Linked DNA regions of Mus musculus: region 1 is linked to region 2. A link is a contact called in public promoter capture Hi-C data. All regions are on one chromosome and are shown on one strand. Each heading gives the region's core, a stretch centred on a gene start, on an enhancer-like site or on the middle of the called end of the contact. The rest is flanking DNA. Distances are from core to core; before and after follow the strand shown. Region 1 has its middle 11 kb from the start of Tmem176b. Region 2 holds the start of Repin1 (replication initiator 1).

Region 1 (6,378 bases), core at 2,294-4,793, 240 kb before region 2:
CTGAGAAGCCCTTCTTTCAGGTGATCTTACATACTTTTAAGTTGATTCTCCCAGAACCCATCCCACTACATGTTCAAGGGTCAGTTGCTATAGACAGGCCTGTAGGTTTGGGTCTCATGGAATTAAAGACATATAATTTGTTTAGAAGGTGAGACATCAAAGAGTGTGAAGTGCCAGGCAAGAAAGTAGTGTGAAGTGTTTGTCGAGTTTCTGTCAGAGGTAAGGAACACAAGGAAGTTATAAAGATGACACTGGGGGAGGGGCTCCGATTGCTATTGGTGCTTAACTAGTTGGCGCAGTGCAAAGTGATGAGCATTCCCCTGCCTCAGTGTGCACTGGCATTGTTGCCTGGTCAATAGCTAAATCTCAAGAAACTATGGCTTACTTAGGCAGGAGTACTTCTTAGTTTTCATTCATAGATGCCCAGAGTTCCACCTGTGAAGATTCCAGCCCATAGTATAGCAGGGGCAGTCCTGGATGCCTCAGAGGCCAAGAGAGGGCACAGTTTCATCAACCTCTGTGGTGGAGTTGAAGGTCATAGGTGTTATGTGTTAAGATAACTATGTTCCCCTCAAAATCTATGTTGAATGTGAAATCCCCAGTGGCTCGGAATGCAACCATGTTTGGAGATTCAGGGGAAAGACAGCCATTTTTGAGCCAAAAAGCCCCAAGTGAAAATTGTTAGTGCCTCAATCCCAGGCATATTTTTATTAAGTCAAAAAGAGGAAGGGAGTATGTTAGAAAAAGGAACTGATAATGTCTCAGTCAGCAAGCCTATCTGTCCTGGTACTATTCCTGAGGAGACATAAATGTATATCTTCTCAGCACAGATAGGGAAGTAACAACAGACCAAAATAAGAATACCACCAAAGTCCAACTTCCATGGCCCAGTGACTTTACTGAGGTTACTTATAGGAGTGTGTGTTAGGGGATACTTACAGGAACATAGAGGGCTCAAAGGCACCACCATCATCTAAAACCCTAACATAAGTGACACTTTGTAAGACCTGGGATCATGGAATTATCTACATAACTTTCAGGCAGTTTGATGAGTGGAGAATTTTCTCTAGGCAGTTTGGCTGACCTAAGCCTCCTCTGTAATCTTCCCTGCTCATATAGTTTTAGGGAGAGTGGGGCCTTGTAAGTTTCTGGAACTCCCTGAGACTTTTGAGTTGTTTATTTTTCTATTCTTAGCAAGCCTTCCTTTAGGGCGTTTTTGGTCTTAATGAGCTACCCTCCAGAATGAAATGTTCCTATTCAGAGGAATTTTCTTTGTAACTGTCATGACACTGTCACACTGAAGGGACTGTTGGGTTTCCCATCCACCTGAGCATCCTCTCTCCTCTGAAGCAGGACCTTGCCTCTCCCACTTGAGACACTGTCATTTCTGTTTCCACTTACAGTAGGCAACTCTAGTGCACCACAGGACAGCCCCATAAGAGTGCCCCAGTCTTCAGTTTTGTATATGTGCTACCTGGGGTGACTCTGTACATGTTGAGGAAGAGGAGGGAGAAACTCCAGTCAGGGAGAGAAAAAACTTAGTAGAAACCACACCTTGCTCTTTGAAATCATGAAGTTGTTAGGGGCAGGAGATGTGGTGTAATGTGAGTTTATACCCCAGGATATTTTGATGCTAGCATCTGTTAAAGATATGAAGAAATCTGTAGGTTCATAGAAAGGAAGGTGAGGCAAATTACCGTTCAAAGGATCTCGATTAGGAGAGTCATAGCATTATAGCCTTAGACAGCCATGGTGAGACCTTCAAGTGGAAGGGCATTAGGAGAGATAGCTGCCATATATAGAATGATGGGGAGTTGGAAGGAAAATAACCTCCAACTCCTTTTAGTTCCAGCCATTAGGAGGCTTATAACATTATCTCATAATTGCATGAAGAGGACCGGAAGGAAAAGACAAACATTTCTGTTCCATAGGACAAAGGGAGTTTCATGCACTTAGAGGCTTTCAGGGGTGGCGATTTAGTGTCATACCATGTGACCTAGCCTCCAGGCCAAAAGGAAGGCTGTACATGTAACTCAAGATTGTCTTAGGCCTGGGCATCATGGGTAGCTGGGATGGCTCTTGGCAACACCAGGGAGGGAGAAGACTCAACTCTTCGGGGGAATGCCAAGGCCATGGCAGCTCTCGGTAGCTGGCAAGGGTTGGGGGTTGATTCCAGTGAGGATTTTGGCTAGAGGACATGCAAACTAACAGTCTGTAGATGTCACATAGATGGTCTCATGGGAGGAATTCACATATGCGACAGGGTCACTTGGTTTTGTTGTTGCTGCTGCTGCTGCTGTTGTTTTTAAAATTATTCCTTTGTGTAGGCATGCATGTGTGAGTGCCGGTGCCTGCAGAGAGAGGTCAGAAAAGGGCATGGCATTCCCTGGAAGCTGGATTATGGGTAGCTGTGACCCACCTTGTAGGTGTTGGGAGCCAAACTCCGGTCCTCTGAAAAAGCAGTAAGCACTCTTAACCACTGAGCCATCTCCCCAGCCAATTTTTTGTCATTCAGCAAGAGATTTTGGAATAGTCTTCGTCCAAAGAAACAGGCAAAGCTGAATCAACGTCAAAAATCAAAGAAGGCATCATTTCCCTCCTTTGCTCCGTGGTATCAATTTCTGTTTCACTATTTCTGCCCCAGTCTTATACAGCCGAGATCGGAGAAATGCTCTTGACTCTTCCATTCTAGAAAACAAACATCAGTTTGTTTGCCTTTTGTTTTGGTGGTTTTTGCACGAAATGGTCTGTCTCAGAGTTTAGCAACCCTTTTTCCCACTTTGGGAGAGGCTGGCTTCCTGCCTAACTGGTTTCTCTTCCCCCATGTTCTCTATGCCTATCTTACTGTGGGCCTCCACCTCCACCCAGTGAATAACGTAGAAACTTCTTTGGATAGGTTTTCTTCTCTCTAGATATGTCACTTCCCCTCCTACTTTTGTTTAGTTGGAAAAGCCAGCATCCATCTCTCTTCAGCAAGCTTTGCCTTGGCAGTAAAATTGTGTACACAGATGACTCAGGGTCCCTGGTGGAGTCCTCAAATTGTCTCCAGCCTGTTTGTATATAATGCTTTAATGGCATTTCTAGATCTACAGGGCATAAACAGGAAAGGGTTCCTCTTCCCCCCCCCCCTTGTCCTCCTCTCTTCCCCTCCCCATTTTTCCTTCTGTGTATTCCACCTGCTCTTGGGTCCTCTAACCTCAGGATCAGATTCCAGCTTTTACAAATTGGCTATTAAAGGGTGTACTTGTTGGTGTTTTTGTTAACTTGACACAAACCAGGGTCATTTGGCAAAAGAGAAGCTCAATTAAGAAAATGCCTCCATCAGAGGGGCCTGTAGGCAAATCTATGGGACATTTTCTTGATTAATGATTTTTGTGGGAGGGTGAAGCCTACTCTGGTCAGTGCTACCCATGGGCAGGTGGCCCTGGTTTTATATGATAGCAGACTGAGCAAGCTATAAGGAGCAAACCAGTAAGCAGTACCCCTGTGTGACCTCTGTTCATTTCCTGCCTCTTCTGTGGGTTCCTGCTGCAATTTGCCTTCATCCAACAGACATTTTTGGCTTTGGTTTATAAGCAGTGGGTGATGGGCACATGTACTATGTACTATTATTGCTCAATCTGGGAAGTCCCTTGGAATTTCCCTGCTTTCCACTGCATTTGCTATCTGGGTTTTTCTAACCACCTGGAAAGCTATATTTAAAGGAGAGAAATCTGAGCTGAAGGCAGGAAGTCACTCCCTTGTGGCAAGATATATCTATATCATCTATCTCTATCTCTATCATCTCTATCTCTGTCTCTATCTCTAGCTCTCTATCTCTATCTATATCATCTCTATCTCTATCTCTATCATCTCTATCTCTATCTCTATCTATATCTATATCATCTCTATCTCTATCATTTATATCTATATCTTTATTACCTTTTCATGGCATGTCTCTTTGGGTATTTCTGATATAACTCTTTGCCTCCAACTCTGCAGAGAAGATTACAGACTTTCATATCTGAAAAAGAGACTGAAAACAAAACAAAAGAGTAACAAAGCTTTAGAAAAACTTAACAAACACAATTCCCTTCTGAAGTAAGAAGATAGTCTCTAGGTAACCACTTTAAGAGCAACTTGCTATACTAGGCAAAGTCTGCTGCCCCTTTAAATGTCTCTCAAAATGCCTTTAGGAATGTGCTCTGTTCTGATTTGCCTTGAACCTGCAGCCTTTCAGAGAAATGTCCAAGGACCATTCCAAAGCTCTGAGTCACTTACATATTTCTTTGAGGTGATCCAGAATAGTCCTCACTCATAATGCGAAACTCACCCAGATGTGTTTGCAACCACACCATTTGTTTGCTTATTTGTCAAGTGTGTGACATATAAACTTGAACTGAGAATGGAGTGTGTGCCCCACCCCCCATCCCCACCCCCATGGTAAATGAGGCTTTCCTATCCAAACACCTGTGAGTTCCCCAGTCAAAGCATCTTGCTTTGTTTGTTAGGAAAAAACACTGCATTGAGAATTACTTCTGGGGCTGCCCTTACTTGCTGCACAAAATAAACTGCTCTCTGCTCTTATGTCTTCTTATGTTCATCAGCTCTGCTGTCACTAAGAGATGAAGCCATTGCATTTCTTCCATAACTGGAATAAGACACTAAAACCCCTTGTTTTCACTTGGAACATCTTCGTGATTTACCATTCAATTCATCTCTCTCTACTCCTCACTTCCCACTGCGTACGGTTTTCCTCCTACCTCCTCTTTCTCTTCCTTCTCTGCACTTGGGAAACTTTTGTTATCTACTGATGTCCCTAGAAACTTTGATTTTAAAAATACATGCATGTGTCCGTCAATCCTCATCAGGAAAGCTTCTTATTGTGGTAGATGGCAATGAATGCAGAGAGCACGATTGGTCAAGGTGCCAAGAATAAAAGACTGTGGAGTACCCATCCCCAAATGGGACATCTATATGACACTTCCTCCACCCATGGTTCAGGGATAATCACAGAAGGGGCAGAAAGATTATAAATGCCATAGGCAGGGGACATCTATAAGGAAGCAGTGTTTTCAAGATACAGCAGGACAGTTGCACAAATGAATTGACAGCAGTTGAAACAGCATACACAAGACCTGCACAGGCTCTGGCCAGACGAAATTCCAGCATGGAGAAGAGAGGGGACACTGAGTCCCATCCCTAGCCAAGGAGCTATCAGCAATTGATAGCTACTGGGAGAGAAAGATAGGTTTCCTTAAGGGTGTGGCTCCTAGTGGGTTGACCACATTCAAAAGTATCTGGACAACATGATTGGAAGAAAAATAAGTAGACTCAGGAGGAAGAGGAAGAGGAGCGGGAGGAAAGGGGGAAGGAGGAGGAGGCATCAAGTTGGGTATGTAGGGAGGGGAAGATGGATCTGGGAGGAGTGGGGAGATGGGCAAACATGATCAAATGCATTTTTAAATTTAAAGATATTAACTAGGATAGTAAGATTTATTTATTCATAATTAAATTCTATAATAATTAATATCTTATACTTCTATCTGAAAAATATACTACTGTGAGAAGGCAAGGGATTCTTGCTTTGAATTTCATTCTATTATGATTATTTTAATCCTATTAATTAGATGTTTGTGTGAGTTTATTGAAGTCTCTATTAAGAAAAAGATGTCCTTACAATTCAGATCATTGTTCCTCATCCGCCAAGTACAAGCTTTAGAGTTTCTTCCTCTTCAGAATTAATTTTTAAAAGTTATCATGAGAATCATGAGGTTAATTATGCTATTTTCATATATATATATATGTGTATATATATATATATGAAATAAACCTCCATTACTTTTCCTCCATTACTTGGTCCTTGGACATTTCTCTGAAAGGCTGCAGGTTCAAGGCAATATATATATATATATATATATATATTACTTTGATTATATTCACCCCATTAGCCTCTCTTGTTCTCTCTCCCCTCTCCTGCTTGCCCTTTTCCTTCTCCATAATAGTGTTGTTTCTCCAACTATGTCAAATATATAGACATGTATTTATACATACATACATACATACATACATACATATATATTCAAGTACATAAGATCTAGATCCTGCATATGAGAAAATGCATGTGGTATTTTTCTTTTCCTCCATTACTCTCCTTGTACATTATTCTTTCTTCCTTGTCCTCCACTTAGGTGTCTTTAGCTGTGTGACTTATTTCTGGGCCCTCTAGTCTATTCTATTGGTTTGTCTACCTGCTTTTTTATTTTTTTTGCCAGTACTATGATATTCTTGTCAATATTCTTCTCAAATGTCTCTGTATTATAACTTGAAATTGGGTATGATGATAACTACAGCCTTACTTTTATTCTTGTTGAGGATTGCTTTGACTGTATAGGTCTT
Region 2 (6,540 bases), core at 4,033-6,532:
AGCCTGACTCCTTTTTAGGAAACAGAGTGGTGTTTCCTCCCCCATCACCACAGCTCTCACAGAAAAGAACACCACCAGCCACTAGTTCTAAAACCAAATCTTTATTCTCTAGTTTGTAAAGGTGGGTAAACGGTTCTGTTTCGATCCAAGGAACAAAACAAGACCCAGTAGGCAGAAGTCATAGGAAAGCAGAATCCAATCACTATAAGTAAGAAATGTCTAACAATTAGACTCGCCCTACGATAGAAGTAGTGCCTTCTGGAGGTAACAGTGCCCCAGTACCCAGGTGCATGGGTGGAGGCTGGCATCCACACCCTGGGAACCTTAAAAAGGAAATCTACCCAGGACCTTCCCTGCAGCTAAACCCTCAACTAGTCAGCCTTTCACATAACCCCCAAAGCTCTGAGAAGAGTTGGGGAGGGTCATGGGGTTAAACAAAACCACCAGGAAGGCCTATACTTAGGGGAGAGCAGGCAGATTAAAAAAAAAAAAAAAAAAGCCAGGCTGGTAAAGGAGTAAATCAATGTCCTGGGAGGATAATATGCAAGAAATTGATGGAATTGCTAACCAGGGATGGATCGCTACACATCTTGGGACCTATGCAGGAGGCATTGCAGAAGGGTTCTGGTAAAAAAAGAGAGAGAGACAGAGACCAGAGAGAGACAGAGAGAGAGAGGAACAGCCTCACCTCTGCTGCTGCCCTAACCAGCAGGTTCACCAAGGTGCAGCCGGCCAGCCCATATTCCCTGCCCAGGGATTCATTTACTAACGACTATACCACACCTACTTCCAAAAGAAAAAACAAAAAATCAAAAAATGACCTGAAGCAACTCATAGTAAATACTGGGGACATTAAGGCGTTAACACCAGAGGATGGAACGGTTCTCTTCCCACTGGTGTTTAGTTGAGGACTCAAAGGGTAGATGGGGCTGCTATTGCTATTTTTCCAGGGTACAGGGCAGTCTGAGTTGACCCTTAGAAAAACCAGCTGGGGCTGGGGGCCAACTAGCTCAAAGCCAGGTCCCCCGAATTCTAAAATGGGTTCCCTGGATACCTAGGGGAAAGTCCATTCCTAAACAGAGCCCAGATCACTGTCTCCTCTATCCCTCTGGGATCTTTACCTGTTCCTCTAGCAGCATCAGTGTAGGTACCCCACCCGGACCACTGACACCCTGTTGCCAAGGATATCCAGGCCTGTCTTCCTAGGCCTACGGCCCCTCTCAGGCATCATGCTTCTTCTGGTGCATCAAGAGTCGGTCCTCGTCATCAAAGGTCTGGCCACAGATGGCACAACAGAAGGCGCCATCCCGGATGTGGCTCTTCCGGTGTGTGATAAGATTGGACTTCTGACTGAAGCTACGATCACAGTCGGGGCAGGCGTAGGGCCGCTCGCCTGTGTGGATGCGCCGGTGGGACACCAGGTTGGACTTCTGACTGAAAGCTTTGCCACAGTCGGGACACACATAGGGTTTCTCGCCTGTGTGGATGCGTCGGTGCGCAGCCAGGTAGGGCTTGTGGCGGAAAGCCTTGCCGCAGTCCGGGCACACGAAGGGCCTCTCTGGTGCATGGTCTCGCCGGTGGGCTGCCAGGTGGCTGCCCTGTGAGAAACGGCGACCACACTCCTCGCAGGCGAAGGGACGTTCGCCGGAGTGCACGCGTGAGTGCGCCACCAGGTGCGTCTTCTTGCCGAAGTTCTTGCCACACTCTGTGCAGGCGAAGGGCCTCTCCCCTGTGTGCTGCCTCTGGTGTAGCCGCAGGAAGCGCTCCAGCCGGAAGCTGCGGCCGCAGTCGGAGCAGCTATGCAGGAGCGCAGGTGCCTCAGCTGGGGTCCGCGGGGACCCCAGGGGCACCCCAAGTGCAGGTTGTGCCATAGGCTCTGCTGCAATCTGGTGACTCTCGGGGTGTGGGGCAGCCTGCGCTGAGACCTCCAAGCGCTTGTGGATTTTGCTGTGCGACAACAGGTTGGGTTTGTGGCGGAAGCGGCGGCCACACTCGGTGCATGGGTAGGGCTTCTCGCCGGTATGTATGCGCCGGTGCGAGGTCAGGTAGGGCTTGTTGGTGAAACGCTTCCCGCACTCTGGGCACTGGTGTGGTCGCTCACCAGTGTGCACGCGGCGGTGGGCGATCAGATTGGGCTTGTGGCGGAAACGCTTGCCGCAGCAGGCACACTGGAAGGGGCGGTCCACAGCGTCTCCACCAGGCCTGGGAGCTGCGGGACGTCCTCGTGGGCGAGGACCCAGGGCTTTGGCTGCTGCCTCCTCCAAGGCCTCAGCCACGTGCACCCGCTTGTGAACAACCAGTTGGTCCCATTGGGCAAAGCTCCGGCCACAGTTGCCGCATATGAAGGGCCGGGCCTCAGGGACAGGGGGCTGGCACCTTCGCAGATGAGCTCGAAGCTGTTTTTGTCGCCAGAAGCGTCTGTCGCATTCAGGGCAAGTGATGGGCCGCTTTGAAGCTGAGTGAGCCCGCAGATGCAGAACCAGGGCTACCCATCCTCGGAAGCTATGCCCACATAGGTGGCAGATGAAACCCAGGTCGGGGACTGCAGAAGCATGAACCTGAAGATGCAGCGCTAAGAAGGGGGCGTGGCGAAAGCGCTGGTTGCATTCATGGCAGGGCAGAGGCAGCCGGGCCTGGCACCGCCGAGCATGAAGCCACAGGGCCACCCAGCCCGGGAAGCGCTTCCGACAGTGGGCACAACGATGGACCTTGCCTGGGGTTTGGCCTCTTGGCTGAGCTGATTTGCCCTGGTACCTCAACCCTCTGTCGGGCTGGGAGGACTCCTGGGAGGGCCCAGAAAAGAGCCAGGGCTGAGCTGGGCCCATGGCCGTGGGGCCCCTGCAGCGCTGTTCCAGCATCGGTTCTTCCTCTGCTGAGGGTGGAAAAGCACAATCACCGCAGGAACACTGTTGTCAATCCCCAGGCCAGTGTGTGCTCCCAGTTTCTCCCTTCCCACCCCATGGAAGAAGAACGCCTCCCTCTAGGAACTGCCCTCACGGTTCTATCTTAGGGAATAGCTTTGTATCTTTATTGCCCTGGAAACTTCTAGAAGGGAGACATGTTGGTATTCCTTGGGATTCTCCCATAGTATCTACCTTGTGTCAGGAGGTCTTACAGAAAATATTCTTGAATATTCCTACTGTACCCTACATATCGCAACCCCCCTATTGCCTTTCCCTGTGGCAAGCACTTTCTTCTACCACACCAGAGCTCCCTAATTGGCACATGAAGCAAGTGTGGGGCATAAAACAGTGGTAGGACTTGCCTGAGGTGATACTGTAAACGATGAGCAAACCAAAGGTGGGGGGGGGGGGCAGGACGGGATGGGGGGAGGTTTGGGGCGGACACACAAGACAGGATCTTGTCAACACCCAGGCCACTGTGTGCTCCGCATTAACACCTAGGTGTGTGGAGATCTCCTCAAAAACCATCTGACTAAAACCTTGAGGAAGGTACTTCCAGCCTCCCCAGCTCAGCTCTAAGCCTGGAGAGCAAGTGAAAACAGCCTTTCTTCAGACCTGGGAGGTGGGCAAGGTGCCTCTACTAGCACAGACTAACACCAGGCCACCACCTGTCCAGACTACCCACAGTCTGCCTGCCAGCCCTTCTCCACCCACACCCAAGCAATTGCAACTGGGACATTGGGGGGAGGGGGGAGAGGCAAGCACTTCTCAATCCAAGGAACACCCACAGTCTGCTGCCCCTCCCCTGGAGTGAGGGAGAACCCTGGCTCAGCATCTCTTAAGGGGGCTAGGGATTACTGGGGTAAAGAAAGGGGTGGGAAGAAGAGATCATAATCTCTGTCCCTTGCCTGGTCCTGCCCAAACCGGGCCAAGGACTGCCCCACTTCAGCTATACCCCACAGGGGAACCCAGATTCCTGAGAGCCTCCTACACAGAGTCAGTTCAGGGGTGGCAGTAAGACTTCCCAGGGACCTTTTCATGTCTGTTCGTGGCCTCTGTCCGGGCAAAACCTCCTGAATTCCTTTACAGCCTGCTCTCTTTTGGGGGACTACAGACATGACTCAACCCCACCAACCCCCAACTCCCACCCCCGCCTGAACCCAGGGAAGACTCCATGATAGGAGAATGGATTCCTTCCCCAGTACATCCCTGTCCTGCAAGTATAGGAGACATGAGCGCTGGAGTTATGGGTTGGTTTGAGGGCACAAGAAAGGCCAAACTCTACCCTGAAGACTGAAGAGCTGGGGGTGAGGCTTTTTCCAGCTCCTTCTGGGGATGTTCCTGGGGAGACTTCGGCTGCTTCGGCCCACACTTCGGTAGCCCCCGGATGACAGAGAAAACTGTAGCAATAAAGACATCCCTATCCCCATGGCAGAGCTCAGACCTCTAACTGCTGAGAGGTCAGCCTTACCTGGGGAAGGGAGAGAAAAGAACGAGTGTGAGGCTCTGCGCTAAGCCAGGGCAGGTTTGTGTCATCACCCAGTCTCTCCCAGATTCAAGGCTACAGAGTTCAGCCTTGAACTCCATACCCAGCCTGGTCGAATGACCTAGCGGACACTGAACTAAATAAAGCATGAGCATGACCCTTTACTGAGGAAGCACAGTGCTGCCTTTGGAGGCCACCTCCTAGCCTGGTAGGGCCCCAGAAGAATAGCCTCCTCCATCTGTTGCAAGGCTCTTTCTCAGTGGCCAAAGGGCTGCCTAGGCAGTAACTCTGGAATCCCTATTGCCTCCCCTTCCCCCACTCTCCGCGCAACATAAATTCCAGGCCTGTCTCCCGAGGGTCTACGCAGGGAGCGCCAGAGTGCCCAGGACTCTCCAGAATTTCCTTGGTCATCTAGGGCAGCCCCGGGTGGCAGCAGGCCCACACACTCCCCCTTTGTATAGATGCGTGTCCTCCGTCCACATTTGCTGGCTCGCTGGACCGGTTCGGACCAGCCAGTGGGCCATCTCGGGTCCCACGCACAGCGCAGCCCGCGGAGCCTGTGCGCAGGTGCGCTCGCCCCGCGCCTCAACACTCCCCCCCCCCTTTCATATTCCGCGCGCGCGCGCGAACCCCACAGCCGCACACACTCACGGTCACGCGCCCCACAGGTGGAGCTGCCCTCGCACGCCCTCGGTGGCCCCTGCGCCCTTACTCGACCCATACCTCTCCCGCGTGCCCTCCAGGGACGCAGCGCCCATCCATAGAGCACCAGGCCGGCCTCTGCGGCCGGTTCCCCGCCCCGCAGCGGCGACAGCGGCAGGTTCGAGTTCACAACTGCCAGGCCCGTCCCCAACCTCCCCCCACGCGCTGGGTTCCCAGCTCCACGTGACTACAGGAGCTGCGGAGGGTCAGTCTCGGCTAGGCGGCCGCGGCCTGGGGGCGGGGCGGGCCAGGTCACCCCGCTGCACTGCCGCTCCGGCACAAGGCCAGGGAGGGCCCCCGGCTCCATCGCCATGGCAGCCACCAGCTCCGGTTTGGCCACCGGCCCGAGCTTCAGTTTCCTAACCCTCTGCCCAGAAAAGGATGCTCGCCCCTGGGCCACCTTGTGGCCAGGCTGTGGTCACTGTGTTTGGTCCACCCTTACTGTCTTTTTCAAAACTCAGAGCCAGAGAGAACTAGACAGGGCACCAACGGTTCTCCTGGCGTCGAGCCTGGGGCTTTGCCCAGTCCGCTCTAGCTTAGGGCTGGAACACAGCACCACGGCAACAGAGCGCATCTGGATGAAGAATGAATGGCCCGCAACTGTGAATTCTGCAAGGCCCTCTATTCCCACAACTAAGATCCGGAGTGGCCTAAGCTCTAGAGATGCAGGCCGGGCCCAGGTGGCTGTTGGCACAAATGGGTCGTTTACCCTTGGAAACGCACAGCAGCCAGTGTGGCGTCTGCGGAGGCAGGTGCAAGCCTGTGGCCATGACTCACCACCCACTAGCAGGTGGCCTTGGCTTTCCAAAAGAACCCCATCTTGGAACTTCCAGACCAGTGCAATTTCGTGTCCTTTCATGCTTTCAACAGAGACAAGCTTTGAATTGTACAATTATTTTAAAAAAAAACACTTTTAAAATCTCTCCCAAGGGCCATCTAGCCCTCTCATATATTAGCCTCCTAAAGCCAATTACATTCGGTGTTTGACATACTCGAGTGTTCTGAATAGTATTTTATATTGGGGAAGCCTGGGTTATCCCTTGCAACTGTACATGCTGGCTCTTCACTTAAGATATTGTAAGTTTTCTCCCATTTCGTTGTTCTCTTATATATTATATTAAAACATATATATATATATATATATATATATATATATATATATATAGTTTAATGGCTGTATAAATATGCAAATCGATTACATATTTTTCCTATGTCCTTATAGATTAATGTCTCATTACCCATGTCCAGGTTCAAACTTTTGGAGGTAGAAACAGATGGTCAAAGACAAGATTCATCAGTTATCCCTGAGAAATGACCATTTTTTTCCATTTCCTTGACAACATGGGCTATTTTCCCAAATTTAATTAAAATGACTGTTTGCTTCAATTTTTGCTTCTTGGGTTGCTGGTTTCCTGACTTGTTTGTTTTGTGTGATTTTTTTTTTAAACC

What was found. Promoter capture Hi-C pulls out the DNA fragments that hold promoters and counts their contacts.
Region 1: a contact with region 2 is called in a promoter capture Hi-C map of liver. The contact joins the enhancer-like site here to the promoter of Repin1 in region 2. A contact is called at or near these places in 12 of 39 promoter capture datasets (3T3-L1-derived adipocytes, the C10 cell line, the HPC-7 cell line and 7 more), 1 of 484 Hi-C or Micro-C datasets (B cells) and 2 of 9 other capture datasets (adipose tissue and liver).

What each region holds. Positions count from the first base shown.
Region 1 is chr6:48,827,051-48,833,428 of GRCm38.p6, reverse strand. No RefSeq gene overlaps it. Among named protein-coding and RNA genes, the nearest start is that of Tmem176b, 11 kb to the left of the region's middle. Within about 2 kb of position 3,543, at least 69 of the 459 cell types and tissues checked have an H3K27ac peak or open chromatin away from gene starts, as enhancers often do. A contact at or near this core is called in 3T3-L1-derived adipocytes, the HPC-7 cell line, adipose tissue and 1 more, where this site is marked.
Region 2 is chr6:48,592,625-48,599,164 of GRCm38.p6, reverse strand. Repin1 (replication initiator 1) reads right to left here and starts at 5,282. Exons shown (of 3, transcript NM_001079901.1): 1 at 5,113-5,282; 2 at 4,189-4,374; 3 at 83-2,872. The coding sequence starts at 4,333. The coding sequence ends at 1,221.